2 separate regions of the Mus musculus genome follow, and region 1 is linked to region 2. A link is a contact called in public Hi-C data. All regions are on one chromosome and are shown on one strand. Each heading gives the region's core, a stretch centred on a gene start, on an enhancer-like site or on the middle of the called end of the contact. The rest is flanking DNA. Distances are from core to core; before and after follow the strand shown.

Region 1 (5,500 bases), core at 931-3,430, 780 kb after region 2:
GACAGGGTGGGCATAGAATTCCCTTCCTGAGTTTTGATGAGTATGTATCAGAGTTGGAACTGTAACAGCCCATGATGTGAGGGCCCTAGAGGACAGAGGTGAGGTGCTATCATCCTTAAGCAGGTTCCTGGATTTGCAAGTGGCTAGAACCATCTGCTCCTAATTGGTGCCCTTCCATAAACTTGCCCTACCTATCCTGGCCTTTTGCTGTCATCAGACAGAGCCAGCTGAAACCATGGTGCTCTGTACAGGGTGGTGCCTGAGAGCATGCAGAGGAAGGTCTTTGTAGGCCTTAGTTTGGGGTTCACAAAAGGAAGATAAGGGGGGGCTAGGTCAAGTCCAAGTGCACTTTCTATCGAATCCACGACTCTACCTTGATTATTAAAAACAATTTATTTAAGCTGTGAATTGTAGAGTTGTGGGACAGCATCATAATTGTGGCTGAGGGTATGACAACCACTCTCCTCCAGTTCCTAAGGGGTTGGCATGCAGGAAAGCCCAGTCTAATCGGTCTTGTTCCCACATCTATCTCACATTCCTGATCATCCTTAGCCTTCACATAAGGACACCAGTTTTGCACCTGTACCTAGATATTTCTTCAAGAGGGCTCACGGCTGGAACTCAGAAAAAAGGAGAGATCTGGGATTGACTGGGGCCCTCTCTGACTGGCATCCTGTTGGGTTTCTTCACACATGTGCTTTTATTTAGTCTTTTCAAGAACCTTGACCATGGCTGAGAATAGGTGTTTCTGATATCCACCCATTGCACAGATGGGCAACTCATACAAATCCCATTTATCCCACTTTGTTGTTCATATCCAAATGTGGCTCATGCTGCCTTCATTGCTCTTAAGGTCCCTTTTCTAGAGAGAACCTCAGGTATTTCCCTACAGACTTGAAGGAAGCTAAAAACCCAAACTTCAGAGTTTAAGAGAGATTCTGTGAGTCTCTCAGCTCCAGCCCATAACCATAGTATATGACAATGGTATATGACATAGTATATGACAATGGTATATGACATAGTATATGACAATGGTCTGTTTCTACTCTTCTGGAGCAACAGAGGAACAGGTCAAGGGTCACACCATTTTAATTCTTCCTGGAAGTCATTGGCAGAAGTGTGCAGAGGAGAAAATCCTCCTTCATGCAAGAGGCAAGGCAGATAAATATGTCTATGCAGGAATGCGTTGCTATTTTGACCCACTGGCCATCGATCTACACTTCCTCATCTTGATTTGGTGTATTCAGCTGCACAGCGGGGCTATCCTGTAACTCAGATGGGTCAGATGTCAAAGGATGTGCCAGGTCCCAGTGGATCTTGTCTGCGTCTTGAGAAGGTGCACCCAGCAGAAGCATGAGGTGGGTATTGTTGCCTGGACCTCCTGCCTGCTCTTCCTGTGTCTGAGTCTGGAAGACTTGGGAAGCACACATGGGATTTCATTCCCAAAGGTTCTCCATGGAGGCCACCCCCTCAAAGTGGACATGCCACGTGCACAACAGATTAAGTAAGAGCAGCCTCTCAGCCATCCCCATTCATATGGCTGCTGAAGATAAAATGAGCGGTGGATGTGAAAGGGCTTTGGGAATGACCGCATGTGATGGTTGCCAAGTTAGTGAGCTACAGTAACCGCTACGCTAGCAGTGCATTCTGCGGCTGGGGAAGGGGCCACTTGCAAATGAAAGTCCTGTGTTCCCCTTTCTTTGGTTCATATCTGCAATTTTGCTGTCTTGCTCAGGAGCGTCGAACCATTTTGAACAGGCATTGTCATTATTTCTCAAATCTCTGGCCTCTGGATAGTTTGCAATGTTGGCTCAAGTTCATGTATAGACAGGAGGTATTTGGTGAGCCTCAGAGGGCAGAATGCTTCTCCCTAAGATGGGGCTGGGACACAGGAAGAGAACCCAGAGACAAAGAGAAGAAGGTGCCAAGTGTCATGGCTGGTCCATGGAGACCAGCCAGAGATGAATTAAGCATGACATCCTATGGAAAACCAAACAAACAAAAAACCCCACACCAAACACAAGGGCCTGGCTTTCATTTAACAGTCAATCAAAAGGCGCAGAAAGCTCAGGCTTCTTTCTGATGAGGAAACCAGATATGCGAGGCAGTCAGGCCTGCGGTGAGTCAAGGGGAGGAGGCAGCATAATGACTCGGCTTGTCCGTGACCATTTGGCTTGTAGCAATCATCACAGGCCTGGACTGCTTCAAGGAAGGAGCCAGGGATGAGCAGGGAGCCAGCAGCAGGGCCTCATGTTCTGTGTGATGTAAACACCATACATCTGGGCACCTCATGTTCTTATACCTTAGGATGAGGAAGAAACCAGCACTGATGACAGATGAGGCAGGCTTGAGAGGAGGGAGCTGGAAGCAGCAGCAGAAGATGATGAAAACGTTTAGATAATGTGGTGTGGGCTCCAGAAAAGGAGAGCAAGGCTGCCTGGGCTGGAGACTTCCACAGCTTTCAGATCTGAGTTGGCAGTGCGGAATGAGGACTACAGTTGGTCACCAGTGGCAGCAATAACCGCAGAAGCTGTGGAGAGTGAAGGGAGCATTTTGCTGCCCAATGCTGTCCTTGGACCGAGGCAAAGTGTGGCTGTGATTACCACTACTGTCTGCTGAGTGTTGTCTATTGGGCTCTCCAGTCTAGATCATTCCCAAGGGCTGCCTCTGCCTTGTCTCTCCATTAGTGAATGGATTTGTAAATGACCCAAATACGGTCAACGAAGTCATGGTAGATCCATGCTGGGCAAAGGATAGACAGTCCTCCCGGTAGAAGAGCTAAGCGTTGAGGCTGAGATGTTAGATTTTACTCCAGCTGGGTTTCATACTCAGTAAAGAAGGTCTGTAGGGTTGAACCTTCCAGTTGGTACCAGTTTAATTTCTCTATGTCCTATTATTCAAGTATGTGGGGTCTTCAGCAATAGGCTCTTCCCACCAAGGGAAGGGTATCCAAGAGCAATGGCAACAGCGTGTTGTGTTTGCAGGGGAATCTAAAGGACTCCACTGACTGACATCAGGAAAGTAGCTGACCCACGCCCAACGCTTGGCCTTTTATTTCAGCATTGCCCCCTATTACACGATAACACCATTTAAGCTCCCTGCATATCTAAGAAGTTTCTAGCTTTTGAGGAACCTCTACACTGATTTCCACAGTGACTAGAGCAGTTTAAGTCAACAGTGAAACAAAACCTGCCAGACCCAGCAGCACTGTTGCATATTGGAGCTCATAGCTGTCAGGACTGAGCCAGATCAAGCTAGCCAGAATGGCAGCATTGGCCAGGAAGGTCCTGCTTAGGTTTGTGATAACTTGACAGAAACTAGAGTCATCTGGGAAAATGCCTGCATCAGATTGGCCTGTATGATATTTTCTTGATTGACAATTGATGTGGTAGGTCCCAGCCCACTGTGGGTGGTGCCATCCCCTGGGAAGAAAGTCTTTGGTCATATAAGGGAGCCGACTGGAAAAGCCATGGTGAGTGTGAGCCAGTAAGCAGCGTTGCTCCATGGTCTCTGCTTCATTTTCTTCCTCCAGGTTCCTGCCTTGAGTTCCTGCTCTGACTTCCCTCAGTGGTGGACTGTGACCCAAGAGTTGCATGGAAACATACACTCTTTCTTCCCAAGTTTCTTTTGGTCATGGCGTTTAACATAGCACTAGCCACCTATAGGGCAGGAAGGGCTCATGAAGTCCTACCCCCGGTTGAGAAGCTATTTGCAATTGTCTGCTAAGGGAGAAAGAGGGAAGGGGAGGGTAGAAGGGAAGGAGGAAGGGAGGGAGGGAGGGTAGAGAGAGAGAGAGAGAGAGAGAGAGAGAGAGAGAGAGAGAGAGAGAGAGACTACCTGTGTCTTCAGTGGATGGTCCTAACCCCCGATACAGGGAGCACTTAGTGGACTCAGTGTGTTACAAATAAAAAAAAAAGAATACATGAAGTTCAGAGGAGAAATTGGTAGGAGAGAAAAAGGAGGAACTACAGGAAAAGAACAAGAGTTGGATTTGATCAAAACACCTCATATGAATGTATGAGGTTCTCAAAGAACACATTGTTGTTGTGAAGAGAAGAGAGAACTCATGCAAATACTAAAAATAGTCCTTACAACTATTAAATTATAAACAGGTACATTGAAAGAAATATTTTAGGCTAATGGCTATTCATGCAGGATTTATAACTTGTGAATAAAAAGGGGAGTTACACTAAAAATGTCTGTCTAGTGTGGGAAAGAACCAGGTCATTATCAAAGAACAGCAACTGCAGAGACGTGGATTAAGAGCCAGGTGCCACCGCTTGGGTCCCTAGCTTCAGTCATGATGGAGGACAGCTGTGCTCTCCTTTCTTAAGTGGTCTGCGGAAGTCTTTTTGTGTAAGCTGATTTGGACTGAGCTTTGAAATGCCCAGTGAACTGGCTAGAGGGAGGGCAGTGTGAGGGGGAGTTGGAGCAGGGCAGGATTGAGTGAGCAAGTGGGAGGTGAGAGAGAAGGACATGGAAGCAGGACACTATGAGACTCTGCAGGTGTAGTACCATGGTTTCTCATGGCGAGCCAGGGCTCTGAGGGAGGAACCAGGGCTCTGAGGGAGGAGCCTAGGCTTTGATGGAGGGAGGAGCCTGAGCTCTGGGGGAGGAGCCAGGGCTCAGAAGGAGGAGCCTGGGCTCTGAGAAAGGACACTTCTTACAGAAAGGTAGCTCAGGTCTAGCTGAGGATCAGTTTAGGACTCCTTACACGTGAAGTGCACAAGGACCCCTAGAAACATCGTTAGTGGAGATGTTAAAGTTTTACATGAGTGCTTGGTCACCACCCAGACTAGTGCTTAATCTCAGCCTTGGGAAAATCACTCAAGCTTGCTGCCTGATTCTTTGTCTCTGAAACAGAGACAGAGACTGTACATTTCAGGGGATTATGATCAGGGTTCGATCAGCCAATGTAAGCAGAAAGATGAGGACCACAGGAAAGCCTGCACAGGGCCTCGTGAACACTGTAAGCGCCTGTATGATGGGCGGAAACCAAGGAAACCAAAGAGTGAAAGTGGTGTGGTAACTCAGAAGAGCTACACCAAGTATTCTGTTCAAATTTTTATATTGGGAAAATTTCAAATTTTACTTGGCTTCTTTTAAGGAAAAGGAGTGTGTATGCCCAAAGTAGTTAAAATTAATGGAAATAAGAGCTATGTATTCACCAATGGCTGATTCAGTATAAGGGTGGAGCAACTCCAGTATCCATCTAGGAAAAGGCAAATTCATATATATTTCTGTAAAGAACATTATTCAGCCATAAACAGGACAGATATTCTCATATATTCTACAATGTGAATGATTCTTGACAACACTGTGCTAAGCAAAATAAGACAGACACAAGACAGACACTGTATATTCCACTCGGAAATTCTACCCACATCCACAGTACAGAGTAGAATGTTAGCTGCCAGGGCTGCATGGAAGGGGAGGGGGAGGGGAGGGGGAGGGGGAGGGGGAGGGGGAACAAGGCTTTTCACTCCATGAGTGTGGAGTT
Region 2 (5,491 bases), core at 1,793-4,292:
ACAACTTTAATGTGTAGTGCAGGGACCTCAGGTGACAGGAATAATAAATGCAGAGTTTCTCAAGTCCTTGCTATGTTCTAGTCCCTCAATTAAGAACGTTCATGTTAATTTCTATCTTTAGTTTTCAATGGAATAGTTTCCAAGTTGGTATTTTTATTGGTTGAGAGTTTTGTACATGCATAAAATGTGTTTCAATCAACACCCAATCAACATCCGTTAGCTCCAATTTCTACCCCATTCCCCAACTATTCCTCCCCAACCTCATGAGAATTTTATTTTATTTTATTTTACTTTATTTTGTTTTTTTAACCCACTGATTCCAGTCAGAACTGGTAGCATGTTTGGGTATGTAGCCATCTACAGGAACATAGATAGCCTCTCAGAGGCTGCATGATTGAAAAAAACTAAACTAAAAAAAACTAACTCTCCCTCCCTCATCAGCCAACAACTGTCAATCTTTTCCCAGCTAGGAGTGGGGAGTCCTGACCACCCCGCCCTCCATGCTTAGATTTTGCTTCGCCTGATCTTACACACGTCGTGTGATACTCTCATGGCTGATGTGAGCTCATTCGCCTGATCTCACACACGTCGTGTGATGCTCTCACAGCTGATGTGAGCTCATTCGCCTGATCTCACACACGTCGTGTGATGCTCTCACAGCTGATGTGAGCTCATTCGCCTGATCTCACACACGTCGTGTGATGCTCTCACAGCTGATGTGAGCTCATTCGCCTGATCTCACACACAGAGTGTGATGCTCTCACGGCTGATGTGAGCTCATATTTGCAACTTTCCTTCTGAGTTCTGAGAGCAGTGTTTGGTGGTAGCCACCCACAGTCTTCATCTCCTGTTATCAGTCCCCTTGGTGATCCCTGACCTTGGAGGGGAGGAGATGATGCGGATGTCCCACTGAGGGCCTGAGCACTTATTTAAGCTTCTGGAGTATCTCCATGGATACAGATGGTCATTGTTCCCAACTTAAAGATGGGACGATGGAGGTACAGGGACGCATTGCATAGGTGACAGTAGTGTAATGGGAGTAGAACTCAAGCCATAGACCCCCGTTTAAATGCTTCCTGTACTCACTCATCCACTAGTTTCTTGTGTGTTTTCTTTAAGATATTACATTTTACAAAAAACTTCAGAGACCTTTAAAGAAGCTAATGCCCCTCATGGGAGCTGAGATATATAGAATAGCCCTGGAAAGCATCCTACCCTATAGCATTTATAGATGTACATTTACAGGCATTAAGGGAAGCAATCAATTACTTTTTTTTTTTTTTACTTTCAAAAACGTTAATTTGGAATGAATTATCAAATTCGTGTGGGTTTTCAATCTCACCTCAATAAAGATTATAAAACAAAATGTATAAATGAACTTAAGTAAGAGTAACATTCAATGCCTGGAGGAAAATAAAGAGTGTTTTCTAGTCTGTATTTCAGAGGCATTTCCTTGCTTGGCCTCCTACAAAAATGAGACATATTCACATACACATTTAAACAAATTAATGATAAATGACTCCAAACTGAGGAACTACGGACAGGTAAAACTAAAGCAGAGGGCGAGCAGGGCCTCAGCACTCGCAACTGACCTTGAAGGAAGGGCAGGATTTAGCTAACCAGAGAGATGTCAAATGCAGAGAGGCAGACATTTCAACGGCCACCTGAGCTTCACAGCAACAGCCACAGAGAGTTCCACAGCACTGGGGGATTGAGGTCTCTTAGTCACCCTCCCCATCCTCTCTCAGATGGCAGGACACCCGAGGACGTTGACTAAGCTAATTCCATGAACCACAAACTGCACATTTCCCTCATTTGCTGTAGCTTAGACCAATCTGTCATGCCGTAGTCTCTCCAGCTTGCTGTGAGCATCCCTGGATAATTTATTATACACACCAAAGGAAAGCCTCCTTTAACAATTGATAGTTATTTTTAAAAACAAGCCCTGGTGTCAGTCTCAAATTCTCCAAACCAAGTAGCTGACAACATAAGAAGCAATGAGTCAAACAAGAAGGAGGGGAAGGGCACATGAACTAGTCATTCCTAGAAATGGTATTCTTTAAATACCATTAACTCTTGTAGTTACATGGTCTCAAAAAAAGAAAGAAAGAAAGAAAGAGAGAAAGAGAGAGAGAGAGAGAGAGAGAGAGAGAGGGAGGGAGGGAGGGAGGAAGGAGAGGAGAGGAGAGGAGAGGAGAGGAGAGGAGAGGAGAGGAGAGGAGAGGAGAGGAGAGGAGAGGAGAGGAGAGGAGAGGAGAGGAGAGGAGAGGAGAGGAGAGGAAGAGAAGAGAAGAGAAGAGAAGAGAAGAGAAGAGAAGAGAAGAGAAGAGAAGAGAAGAGAAGAGAAGAGAAGAGAAGAGAAGAGAAGAGAAGAGAAGAGAAGAGAAGAGAAGAGAAAAACTAAGACCTAGACAGCAATTGTTAAGATTTTTGCCCAGAGACTAATGAAACTATATAATATATACCCATCTGAAAATGTCCTTATATAATGCAGTGCCATCTACAATGAATATATACAATTATATTTTTAATCAAAAATGTAAAAGTCAATAAGAAGAGATGAATGGAATGTGTGTCTTTATCTGTACTTCACTCCTTTCAGTAGAAATTCAAACATCATTTTTAGAATACTCCGTACTCTACCTCTGCTGCTTCTGGGCATGCTGGTCCAAACAGAGCAGAAATGTGTTCTTTCTGGACCTGGTCGATGAAAACCGCAAGGGACTCCTTGGCACTGCATGTTGAATTGGTGTAAGTGAACTCCCAGCTCACGTTCCCAAGACCCACTGGCTCTGAGTTGAGCTTGTCCACAACAGTCTGGAGTCCTGCCCCCAACCTTTGAACACTAAATGGATGAGAGATGTTCCAGGGGGCATGGAACCCCACGGTGAGCTTAGCAGCTTCGAGACAAGTCACTAGCATAACGACAGACAGCATCAAAACCAGAGATGGATGATCTGCACGGCTTCCTGCCCCAGCATAGAGCCTAGGTTCTAGTGGAGACTCAGAGCGTGTCCTAGAAGCCATGGGTAGTAGCATCTAACGAAGTATCATTATACAACTCTGGTAGGCTCAGCCTCTTGACCATTCGTGCCCAGAACTTATATGAGAGTGAAGAGTCCCCAGAGATCACAGCTTGCTTTCTGTTCAGTGTCACTAATTAACGGAAACCAGCTCTTTCTCAGCAGGCCCTAACACAATACAGAGGCAGCAGAGCTACAGAAAACAGGCAGAAGTGAGAAGTCAAGAAGCCCCTGGATGTTGGCCCAATGGCATTACTGATGACCTTTGTGCTGCTGGACAAGTCACGTGACCCTATGTGAAGCCAGTGAGTTCACTCACATAGTAAGAGACCCTGTGCTAGAATTCTAACTGCTCTTCATGTTAATTGTATGACCCAGGCATGGTTGGTGCACATCTTCTCTAAAGTGGTGCGGGGAAGATTACAAGAAGATGTAAATCTAATTCCCTGCTACAAGGCTGACATAAAAAGCCATTCCATCAAAATTAGTTTGAGGGGCTGGGAAGATAGCTCAGTTGGTAAAGTGCTCACTATGCTCGGGGGAAGACTTTTGCTTCAACCCTCTGAACACACTATAAAAGCTGAGCATGGTGATGCTTGCCTGTAATCCCAACTCAAGATAGGTAGAGACAGGAGGACCTGTGGCTAGCCAGCCAGCCAGTCTAGTTGAATCAGTGGAATACCCTGTCTCAAAAAATAAGTTGAAGAGCAGTTGTGGACAATATCTAATGACCTCCACATGCATGAACACGCATGCACAAACAAACAACACACCAACATTAGATCTAGTAAGAATAGAAGCTATTGTCTACTCAGTCCATTTTATAGAAAACGCTTAGAACAGGCGAACTAATGTTACTGCCAACCAGGCATACCCTCTCTCTCTCACCTGGGTTTAGAGAAACATGGGTCAATAAATATTGACCTTCTTTCTATATAGATCATGGCAAGAAGATTAGGGTAGGGGGATAGCCAGCTCTTTACTGTCTGACATATCAGAGGATGACAAGGCTCTTGGAAGGCCACAGCCATCCCAGATAAGATGGCCTAGACATTTCCCAGGCACATCTATTCTAAATGGTCAACTTCTCACCTTCCATGGCTTTTAGTTGGCTAAAACCTGGTTCCTCCCATTCATCTGATACTTAGATATTTTAGCGTGATCGTCTGCTATGATCCTCAAAGTTTCCTGTTACAAACCACCAGTCTCCTGACAGTTACAAGCACAGATTCCAGGGCCCCAGTCCAGACCTTCTGATGTAGAATGTGCTCATGGAACGTTGCATTGGAGGTCCTCATTTATCTTAGATGTGCTAGGTCTCAGTGACTAAGATTTGAGAAGCCCCAATAGTCTGCACTAAGAGGAAGAAAAGAACGACTGGTCACTGCTTCTCTCCCTTCGGATGTAATCCTTTACAGACGCCTAGCCCAGACCTGACTCAGATGGACAACACAAAATCCACAGAACACAGAGGCTATGTCTCTCCTCCTAGAGTTAATGTGCAAAGTCTTGAACCAAATTAATACCTCCCTCCTTACAAATTCTTCCAATCCCTTGGCATCCTCTGCCTTGGGCAATTCGAATAGTACTGTGGCTTGGTTTCACATGTGCGTAACACCATCCCTCTCAGACGGACTTTGTGTGGGGGCTATGAGACTACATACTCAACCTAAGACCTCAATTTAGTAGGAATTCAGTAAAATTCAATGGGAAGGGTCTGGAATAAATCCACTCAGACTTTTATTCCAAGAGAAAGAGAGGCAGAAAAGGGAACTTAGCTTACCTGGCATGAGATGGCATGTGAGAGAGACAGACATACGCAACTCCTGGCCTATTATGGGGAAAGACATTGACTCCATGGAGCCTGTCTGCTTCTGTGTGCAGTGGGAATCTAGGAGAGAGACCTGTGAACTTGATAGTTTCTTGCCCTAAGATCCCAAAGACTCTCAATGGGATGGCATTCCAAGTAACAGGGGAGAGAGTTCTCTTTCAGACCTGGCTCACAGGTTTCCTCCAGGCATATGCCTGTGCTATCCACACCTGAAGTTAAGGGAAGTAGCTGCTGCCTGTCTGGGTTATGAACCTCCAACTTCCCACTGGATCTTTAGGTTTGGTTCATAGCAAGGGTTTGGGAAGCCAGAAGAGTTATGACCACTGGGGGGAATCCCATGTCTTGGGTTTGCCACAGAACAATTTCCTTGGGATTCAAAGACCACTGCTTTAGAAACTATGTCCATCACTCCTGGAAGATGGAGGCTCAGGGGTTAGCTCTGACTGGCAGCTAATGGCAGAACGGTAGTGCTTCCGAAAGGCCCCACACAGGAGGAAGAGAATCCTTCCCCATTCCCGAGGGCTCTGCTAGCTACCCCAGTATTCCACTCCTCTTATACTTACCACACCAGTTTCCACAAGGAATGTGTTTTTGACACCTAAGCAGGCGCTTTTGAAGATCTGGGCCTTCTGGTCAA

The links. Hi-C and Micro-C count contacts between places; a contact is called where the count stands out from the background.
Region 1: a contact with region 2 is called in a Hi-C map of the N1E-115 cell line, with 2.1 times the contacts expected there. The contact joins the enhancer-like site here to the promoter of Gucy2g in region 2. A contact is called at or near these places in 5 of 39 promoter capture datasets (the C10 cell line, embryonic stem cells, pre-B cells and 1 more), 1 of 484 Hi-C or Micro-C datasets (the N1E-115 cell line), 3 of 115 datasets of contacts at active chromatin or transcription factors (embryonic stem cells and pancreatic cancer cells) and 1 of 9 other capture datasets (adipose tissue).

The regions. Positions count from the first base shown.
Region 1 is chr19:56,020,346-56,025,845 of GRCm38.p6, forward strand. No RefSeq gene overlaps it. Among named protein-coding and RNA genes, the nearest start is that of Gm4470, 55 kb to the right of the region's middle. Within about 2 kb of position 2,181, at least 61 of the 459 cell types and tissues checked have an H3K27ac peak or open chromatin away from gene starts, as enhancers often do. A contact at or near this core is called in the N1E-115 cell line, where this site is marked.
Region 2 is chr19:55,238,210-55,243,700 of GRCm38.p6, forward strand. It overlaps Gucy2g (guanylate cyclase 2g), which reads right to left and starts at 3,043. Exons shown (of 21, transcript NM_001081076.3): 1 at 2,644-3,043. The coding sequence starts at 3,027.